Linked DNA regions of Sander lucioperca: region 1 is linked to region 2. The links are chromatin contacts, called in public Hi-C maps. All regions are on one chromosome and are shown on one strand. The core of a region is the stretch at or near the end of the contact, and the rest is flanking DNA. Distances in the headings are between cores, read along the strand shown. Region 1 holds the start of trip4 (activating signal cointegrator 1). Region 2 holds the start of gramd2aa (GRAM domain-containing protein 2A).

Evidence for each region. A called contact is a pair of places that touch in the nucleus more often than the background predicts.
Region 1: a contact with region 2 is called in a Hi-C map of muscle, with 4 times the contacts expected there. The contact joins the promoter of trip4 here to the promoter of gramd2aa in region 2. A contact is called at or near these places in 2 of 2 Hi-C or Micro-C datasets (liver and muscle).

Annotation. Positions count from the first base shown.
Region 1 is chr3:42,085,409-42,090,557 of SLUC_FBN_1.2, reverse strand. trip4 (activating signal cointegrator 1) reads left to right here and starts at 2,827. Exons shown (of 13, transcript XM_031290044.2): 1 at 2,827-2,906; 2 at 4,727-4,908. The coding sequence starts at 2,827. It overlaps LOC116043461 (neuronal acetylcholine receptor subunit alpha-7-like), which reads left to right. Exons shown (of 10, transcript XM_031290147.2): 10 at 1-1,784. The coding sequence ends at 456.
Region 2 is chr3:41,905,653-41,910,116 of SLUC_FBN_1.2, reverse strand. gramd2aa (GRAM domain-containing protein 2A) reads left to right here and starts at 2,672. Exons shown (of 13, transcript XR_004896970.1): 1 at 2,672-2,987.

The sequences.
Region 1 (5,149 bases), core at 1,578-4,077, 180 kb before region 2:
AAGGCTCCACGGAACAGCCTGACCAGCGTGGAGCTCAATGCAAGCACTTCAGCCTCCCAATCCACCAACGGCAACATGCTTTATGTTGGCTTGCGTGGCCTGGAGAGCATCCACTACTCCACAGCTGCCACCTCTTGTGACTCCGGGGTCCTCTGTGGACGGCTGGTTGGACGAGCAGGTGAGGATGAGATGCTCCTCCCCGCAGGTCACAGCTCCTCAGCTTGCAGAGTGGAACCAGAGCTGGCCAAGATCCTGGACGAGGTGCACTTTATTGCCAAGCGCTTCCGTGACCAAGACGAGGACGAGTTAGTGTGCAATGAGTGGAAATTTGCTGCGTCTGTCATCGACAGGCTTTGTCTCATGGCTTTCTCCCTCTTCACTATCCTGTGCACTATTGGGATCCTCATGTCAGCACCCAACTTTGTAGAGGCTATTTCAAAAGACTTCTTCACTTAAAGGAGAACACCACCCAAATAAAGAATTCAAGGCCCAGGAAAGTTCAATCAATGTTTGTGTACATGTGCTACTCCCTCTCAAAGCCAGAAACCAGAGAAGTAAGTCTCAAACTTGTGATCATCGAGTATGAAGTCTAGAACTTTTCCATAGATAATGAATGACAGAATGATTTTGTTTTCTTTTTTTATACCCAAATGAGCTTTATTCTATTGGAGTACTCAGTTCTGAAACAGAAAATGTACCCATGTATTCAAGAGATTCCCCTGGGTGCTGTTAGTGTCATCTTTAACATCTTTCCTAATTCATTGTCTATGGAGCACTTCTGGACTTTATACTTGATAACATCACAGATTTGAGTTTTAGCACTTACGTTTTTATATTTGGGAGAGAGTTGTTCATGTTTGCTAATATTTGTGGACTGTCTTAGACCATAGGAATTACATGTATGAATTCTATATAAAGTGCGGAGTTCCCCATTTAAGGATTTTATCTTTATTTATTTTTATCTGGAAACAAAAATAAAAGCCTATACCAATCTCTCTTATCACAGAGTAACCTCATGGGCGGTAATTTGGATACAGTTAAGTATACTAGCATGGGACTTGTATATCACCAAATATTTAACCATACTTAACGCAAAGTTAAATTGAGGACTTCAGGCAAAATGTATAAAAAGTTTAATTTATTCCTACATTATGGTGGTGTAAAATCCATCAGCCTTTGACTTTATATTACACAGCCGAATGGCATATTAAAGAAAAACATCTAATTTTGATCTCTTGTACTGTTTGAAAATGATTTAAAAAAAATACTGGTACTAGCTATATGCTATAATAGCATTGTTTAAGTGGTATAATTTGCTAACAATACATGCAGCTGTGGTTTTTTTATGTGATGTTACCTGTGCATTATTGTTCATTGCAATGCATCTATTCTCAAATCGACTCCATATAAAACACAACAGTTACAGTATCTTGTATTGAAATGTATTTGTGGTATCACATTAATAAGCATATATCCAAAACAGTTATGTGACGTTGTAAGTTGCTTTTCCTATACAAATTATTGTCATACGCATAACGATGTTCTTCCTTGGTCTTACTTATTGATTGTTGCTTATTTTTATTTTATTAATTAAAGAAAACTGTAAGGTCAAAATAATTTTGTATGATGTTTTTGTTGTACTTTGACATTTCACAAATAAATATATTTTTTCTATTTGAAAATGGGGACAACATATAAAAATGTTCTCTTGCTATACAGAACTATGTTTTGTATACCAGTATAACTATACACTGCTGCTCCATCTACATACAAATGATAACATTGACCTTTGCACTGTCAAATTTAATCAGACAATATGTAAAGCACATTGTCATTTTACTATGTATGAAATGTGCTATATAAATACTACTCTGGATAAATAAAACACAAAAATGCTGCAGTACAGCTCCTGTATATTTGTGTGATGAGTCATCAGAATGCCTACATCTAATTTTGTAAAAACTGAATTGCACTGAAAAAGGAAGTTGTTCCAACCAGTTACAGAAAATATAGCCTCGAGACAAGAAATCAATAGTTAAGCAATTAGAGCGCACATCACTTGACCCATTCCACAAATGTCAAAAGCAAATTCCAGATATTTAAACAACAAATAGGACTACAGTACAACTACAGTTGTAAAAAGAAAAATTCTACCAAAAAGAGGTGCACCTGTACAATGTACATGTTGAAATGAAGATGTAGCACAGTGTTTCCCCTTAATGTAAATACAAAAATTAAAAAAAAATCAATCAGTTCTTGCTGTTGCATTTGTAATTGATGCTACTATATTTAGCCTATATGCATTTTATTTTAGGCTGGACTTTAAAATGGGCAAATGCTAGCTAGCATTATCTATTTCGACGTCCACCTTATTATGTAAGAAGTAATTTGGTACTTAATTAAACATTATTGTAAAGTACTAGCTGATGGCGACTGTATTTCACTGCATTACAAAACTGCCACCTAGTGACGGAAATTAACAGTTACACCCAATTACGCACCTACACTGATCAAAATGGTTTATAGTTTCATGAACAGTTGAGACTAACTGGATATAGATATTTATAATGTATCTTCGATCCCTGACAACATAACGGCTCGCTTCTGTTTGAAGTCGTACTAACCTATTTGGCAGGAACCCTACTCCACAGCACGGGTTGTTTCCGGATGGGATTCTCCGATGCCACGCAGTTACTTTGTGTGTGTGTGTGTGTGCCTGTGTTATGTCGCCGACTGGAAACGCATTCATGATTCAGGTTTGGTTTGACACGCCACAACCGATACCTTTGGTTTGAGCTTTGAGTTAAAGTAGTTTTAGTTGGTAAAATGTCAGAGGCTTTGTTGAAGTGGTGTGTGGACCAGCTACACCACAAGTTTGGGTTAGAGGCATGTGAAGACATCGTTCAGTAAGTAATTTTAACGCTAGTTAGCATAAATCTGACAGTTTTAGTGCTGAGCATAGACAGTCTGCCAACAAGCTAACATCTGATAGCTTGGCTGTGCTGTACTGTGATGTAACGTCAACGTTACTGCGTTTAAGTTTTCCAGTGTCTAAATCGATCGTGTGTGTGTGTGTGTGTGTGTGTGTGTGTGTGTGTGTGTGTGTGTGTGTGTGTGTGTGTGTGTGTGTGTGTGTGTGTGTGTGTGCGTGCGTGCGTGCGTGCGTGCGTGCGTGTCCTTAACTTATTACAGTAGCATGACGTTAACGTAACGTTAGACCGTTTGATAGGTGTCTTATATGCTAGCTATGTATTATCGTTAGCTCACGGATATCATTGCTTTTATTCCCTAACTAATTCCCTTATCGCATTTTTCGAGGTGACACATCCTGGGTGATGTAACTTTGTATCCATTTTGTTATTATTATTATTTAAAAAAAAAAAAATATATATATACATACAAAAATGCAAAATAAACGTAGCCATTAATGTATTGATAAAATGTGACATAAATTAATATTTGTGTTTTTATTTGCTTGTTTTCTCCTTTTGTAATCCCTTATTATTTCCTATTGCATTTTCCATTATTTATTAATGTTTCCTTTTATTTTTTTCAAATCTATTTTAATTTTATATTCATTCATTTGTTTATGTATAATTTTTATTCATGTAAATGATCAGATTAAGTTTTGTAAGTGACTTTTGTAATGATTTAAAAGGCTAGGAAACATTATTCAAAATGTTGAATAAGGGAAAACATTTGAAATAAATGGCCTGGTCATTTCTCAGAGGCACAAAAACACCTTGTGTTATTTGCAGGTGCTGGTTAGTTATTATAGGTTATAAATATATATAACAAAATATAGACACACACACTGCTGGTTTGTTCCGGGTTCTTTATTTTTATTTTTTTCTATGTAGACATTATTGACATTGTTTAAACCAGATGTTTTTCAAGTAAAGGTGAAAGTGTGAGCAAACCTGTATAGATGGTTTGTAGAGCTGGGCAATATATCGATATTATATCGATATCGTGATATGAGACTAGATATCGTCTTAGATTTTGGATATCGTAATATCCTAATAATGCTAATAATAATAATAATAATAATAATCATAACTAATATGTGTTGTCTTTTACTGGTTTTAAAGGCTGCATTACAGTAAAGTGATGTCATTTTCTGAACTTACTAGACTGTTGTAACTGTTCTATTCTATCACTTAGTCATTATATCCACATTACTGATGATTATTTATCAAAAGTCTTATTGTGTAAATAGTTTGTGAAAGCCCCAATAGTCGGCGGTATCGATATCGAGGTATTTGGTCAAAAATATTGTGATATTTGATTTTCTCCATATCGCCCAGCCCTAATGGTTTGTGATGAGAAGACATATTTATTTCCTAATTAGATAAGTAAAATTATGGGCAATATATTCATAAATGGTGCTCTTTTGTACAAATGTCTACACATTAAAAGCAAACATGCAAAAACTCTTAAGGAACTTCTTTATCAAAAAGAAAGAGAGAAAAAGTACAGTTCATATCAGGCCTTGAAGTACCCTAAATTGTTGTGAAAAAATCCTAAACGGTAAAGTATGCTTAGCAAAACCCTTGAATATTAATGAAGTAATGAACTAGCAGAACACTACACATTGCTGGAGGCCACACATGTACATAAAGAAGCAGTGTGTAGGTATTTCTTCTTTTGGTCTTTAATGTTTAACATCCACATTGACAATAAATGTTATTAAATGAAATGGTAATTGTGTCATCCTGCTTTCTAGATACATTCTATCCATCGGAAATGCTGACGAGATCGAGGAGTATGTGGGAGACCTCCTACAGGGCACCGATGGGAGAAAAGGACAGTTTATAAATGAGTTCCTCAGCAGATGGAAGAAGACTCAAAGACAGGCCACAGATACCTCAGGTCTTATCCTTCACAAGGAATCCTTTTCTTCACCAGGTAGGCCAATACATGTCTGACGTCTGCCCACTGAATGTATTTTGATTTAGATTGGACATAAAATTCCTCCCAGCCAACTTGATAATACTAGTTTAAGACCGACGCACTTGTCAATTTCCCGTCCAGCGCCCGCGACTAGGATTAGCTTGTGTCTGACAGGGTGGGGTGGCGTGGCATCATGATGGTGGCTCTCCATCGTGATGTCAGCCAGCCATCACGATGGACGATGATATTGTCCATC
Region 2 (4,464 bases), core at 1,423-3,922:
GGTACCACTCTGTAAATTCACTTTAAATCCACAGAAAGAAAGCGACAGTCAACATGGTTCTGTTCTAGCAGAGGACCATCATGGCTTTAAATTACAGTTCTCTTGTGCCTCAGGGGTTGTAAGTGAAATTCTATCCAGATGCTCTTTGCATCGATTTTGAGAGGGCTTCTGTTTATGGGTGTGGGGGGGGGGGGAAAAGCACATTCTCTGCTCTGAGCTGGGTGTTCTGTTGTAGTGGTTTCATTCATAAATGACAAATTGGCTCAGGATAGGGACTTGTTAAAGGATTTACGCCACACCATGCTGTTGCGGGTTGTGAACGGTCTTTACGTTCCTCTGATGCATTCTAATCAGAGTAGAATATTGACCATGTCATTCAGTTTGTATTGATTCTGGTTTTTACACTTTTAATGTTCCCATTGTTGTTTTTTTTGTTCTCATTAAATACTGTATGTGATCAAGTCCACCAGTTAATCTCACATCTAATACCCTCTGAAGTTGGATGTTAGCTGTTTGTTGAGACACTGCTCATGATTGTGAAACTGCAGCAATTCATTTTGAGGTTCACGGACATTCCCAGTAAATAAGTTGCCAGTTTCTTGTCCCACGGAAGTTTGCAAGATGGGTTTGTCTTTTGACTTTTTTGCGCATTTTGAAGAAGAATGGCTGACATGAAAAAGCTGAATGTGGTGGTGTTTGACTTGTACTTAATCTGTAAGGGTAATCTAGGCAGCTGTGATGTTGTCATTAAAGTCAGTGGGTTTTAGTACCAGCAGACTGCATACAGTACATATAGTTTTATCAGACAATGGTTGTGACAAGTGCATTTGTTCTCTCTCTGAGAGTAGTAATGTTATCTCAGTAGTAAGCAAAGCCCAGTGAAAAATCATATATACTGAAATGTATGAAAAGCCAGAAAAGTAATGTTTGCTATCAACATATTGGAAAGTGCTTGGCTCTTGTATTTTGCAAGACTGTATTTGTTTCATGGTGAAGAGTATATTTATTGGCCAGCAGTTGTCTCAATTGGTGCCTAGTTGAACATTCTTCTGTGAAAACACAGAGACACTTGCTCGTTCTGTCCTTTTACCGACCCACCTGCTGTCACACACCCCCCCCCCCTCCTCCCTTTCCTACTCCCCCTCCCCCCAGAGTACCAGTTCTGGTGCTTGCAAGGATGTTTACAATGTCTTCATTTTCTTTGTGTGAGAAATTCAGAACGCTTCACCCCTCACCTCCTTTTTCCCTCCCTTCAGGAGTTTGTGTAAAGTGTACATTGCCATGGTTCTTTTTTATACAATACTCTGTAACTTGCCTTTGTAAATTTGGGCTGGAAAAAAATAAATCTTTTTATGAGACAATCTGTCCTGGGAACTGTTCAATGGCTTCTGCTCTGTGGATGCTGTGGAATCGAGATAATGCTGTCAAAGGATGCCAGCTGCAACTTCTTTGTGCAGGTGTTACCTTCAAAGTAATACTTCACTTTACAGAAGGTTTTACTTTACATATAAATTAAGAGTTTGAATTAAGAATTAACAGTTTGCCACACAGGTTCATCTGTGAGTGAGACGTGGACATTCAACCGGTGGTGGTGATGGCGCAGTGGATGTGACTCGTGCCTTTGGTGTGGGAGATCGATTCCCACTGCAATACATCAACCAACGTGTCTCTGAGCAGGACACTTAACTCATAGTTGCTCCAGAGCTCCAGAGCCGTACAACTTCTGACATATATAGTCTGTAAGTCACTTTGGATAAAAGCGTCAGCTAAATGACATGTAATGTAAACTGATTTAAATGTTTTTAGTCTAAAGCCACCAGAACGCAGGAAGTAAGTGTCCAACATTGCTTTTTAATTAATATTTAAAATTGACTATGATGGTGCTAGAAATGCACATTAGAATATGGAAATTGCACTGTGGCATTTGGCCACAGGAGAGCAGTGTCTCTAAAGTGGCCACAGTCGGTCTCAGCTGAATCAAATAGCCTGTTTTAGGGAGTTTTACGGCTGACTAAATTCCTGTACCTGAGCCGGTTTGGTTTAAGACAATATAGGCCATTTGATTTAATACATATGCTGTTCAGGAAACGCTTCACTGCACCTTTGTACGATTTCTCAGATGTTAATCCTGAAACATAATCCGGCATTGTTTACATCCTTGTTTACTAGCTTGCAGTCTGCTCCTTTGCTGCTGCAGCATAGTGTATATCTTGGCATGGGGTACCCTTAAATAAGAGTTTAACCGTGTGTGTCTATGTGTGTGTGTGTGGAGGGGGGAAAGTATTTTTATGTCTTGAAACATTTCTGGGGGGGGATCTTTCAGTGCTCTATATATAATTTTAAATTTAATATCTTTGGATAGATAGAAACAACAAAAATTAGTTGAAAACCTAGTTGTATTTAACTAACTGTTAATTTTAACATACACACTGTAGAAACTGTATCTGCATCTGCTGCGGCATTCACTCCTATCAGTCAGTTAGGGTATTTTTAACTGCCCCTAATGCTCCTGCACTGACAGTGCGCTGTGTGCATTAGCATAATGCAACATCAGTGACAGGGAGCGATTACGCTAGGGATGATTTTGTTGAGTGTAAATGGGAAATCTGATTATCCCTGATGCTCTCAGCTCGGCAGAGGGAGGAGGGCCAGAGAGAGAGAGAACAAGGCTGCCTGGAGGAGAGATTCAGAGGGAAGGAGGGGTTAAGATAGCAATGTGCTGAGCCAATGGCTTTTGCGCAGAGCAGCTGGCTGGCATCAGGACAGGCCGCTCGGAGGAAGGATACCTCGAGAACGGCTCCTCTTCGCTTGCTGTAGGACACTGAGGGTGACTTCCAGGAGGTGTTCATGGGATGCACTATCTACGCTGCCAGCCCTAAGGCCCTGCCCGCCGACGAGGCCCCAGGCCAGGACAGATACTACCAGCTCCCCCACCTCCGCCACCCTCATGGCAACTGCGGTCAGAGGATAGCAGCCAGCAGAGCCAGGTCAGTCAACACCACACAGAAAGTACACTGAATGTTTGGCATGCTTGTCATGAGTTACACTGTTGAGGTGAATCCAGGTAAAAGTAATGGATTCTTAGTTAATGGCTCTTCTTCCATCTCAACCAATCACAGAGCAGAATATGGAGAGAATGAGAGGGATTTTTGAACTGGGCTACATGGGATGTGAATGGAAAAGTAACTTTATCGTTACGGAAATGTCCCTCATGATATGTTTTTTTTTACATTCAGTGTATATCTCTGCGGAAAAACACTTAAAATTTAAAAAAATAAGAAATAAATGAAAATATATATTAATTACAATATAAGAATGAAATATACAAGTAGATATTTCACTGTGAAGACAGCTAAACGAATGTGATGTAATGTTACTCTGAAGTGATATTTTCTTATGTTTGTTTTTTACATTAGCAGTTAGGACGTCCAGTTCGAGTTTGCATTTTGAGGGTTTTTGCTTCCGAGTATCAAATGGGTACATGCATTCAGGATGAATGACAAATGAAAAAGAGAAGGGATGTAAGTCATTACAACGGTTGGTCATTTTGGGCAAGCATACCAGCTAGCTGCATTTGCATCTTTTCTTCTTTGTCAGCAGTTCAGGATATTTGATCATGATTTTCCAGACTTCTTCTCTTTTACATATTATAATTATTTTTGCAGTTTGTTACACCTGCAGTTTGGACGTGATCCACCCATGAATATAAACATACAATAAAACATTAACATTTGACTACTATGTACAGTTATAAATATACATTTATATATATATAAACATTTATATATATATATATATAAACATAATATATATATATATATAGAAATAGAAAACAACAACACAAGTAAATTTCAAATTTGTAAACAGGACAATAGTGCAGAGTGCAAAGGGTGCTGGAATAAACATGGAACGGTTAATGTAACAGGTTGGTAAGTACATATACTCGAGCTGGTACAGTATACAGCGTATTTCGATTTTTATGTGACAGTGATAATATTTACATGTTAAAAACAGTGTCTAAGTGTCTAAACTATAAAGTACAGTATATAATTTACAGGTATGTAACATTTTGGATTGAAATTAAGTCGCATAACAGCTTATACTCTTTAAGGGGGTGAGGGTGGGGTCAGAATATTTTTCCAGCAGCATGTACACAAACTCGTCCTGAGTATAACTTTCAACCTACTTGAAAAGTGCTTCTGTTGTTTAACTCGAGAGCCGGAACCCTCTTTAAAATGACTGGTTGGAAAGTGGCTCAATCAAAACAATGGATTGTAAACACAGACTTTTGGTGACGTTGGGAAGTTGCATGGAATTGTGGGAGTTGTAGTTTTTATTGTTAAACACCATCGCTGGTTAGAATCATAGATTGTATATTATTAATAATATACAGTCTATGGTTAGAATGCATTCAAGTTTATTCACGTTACGTTTAGTAACATTTAATCGTGTCTTCTAATAAAA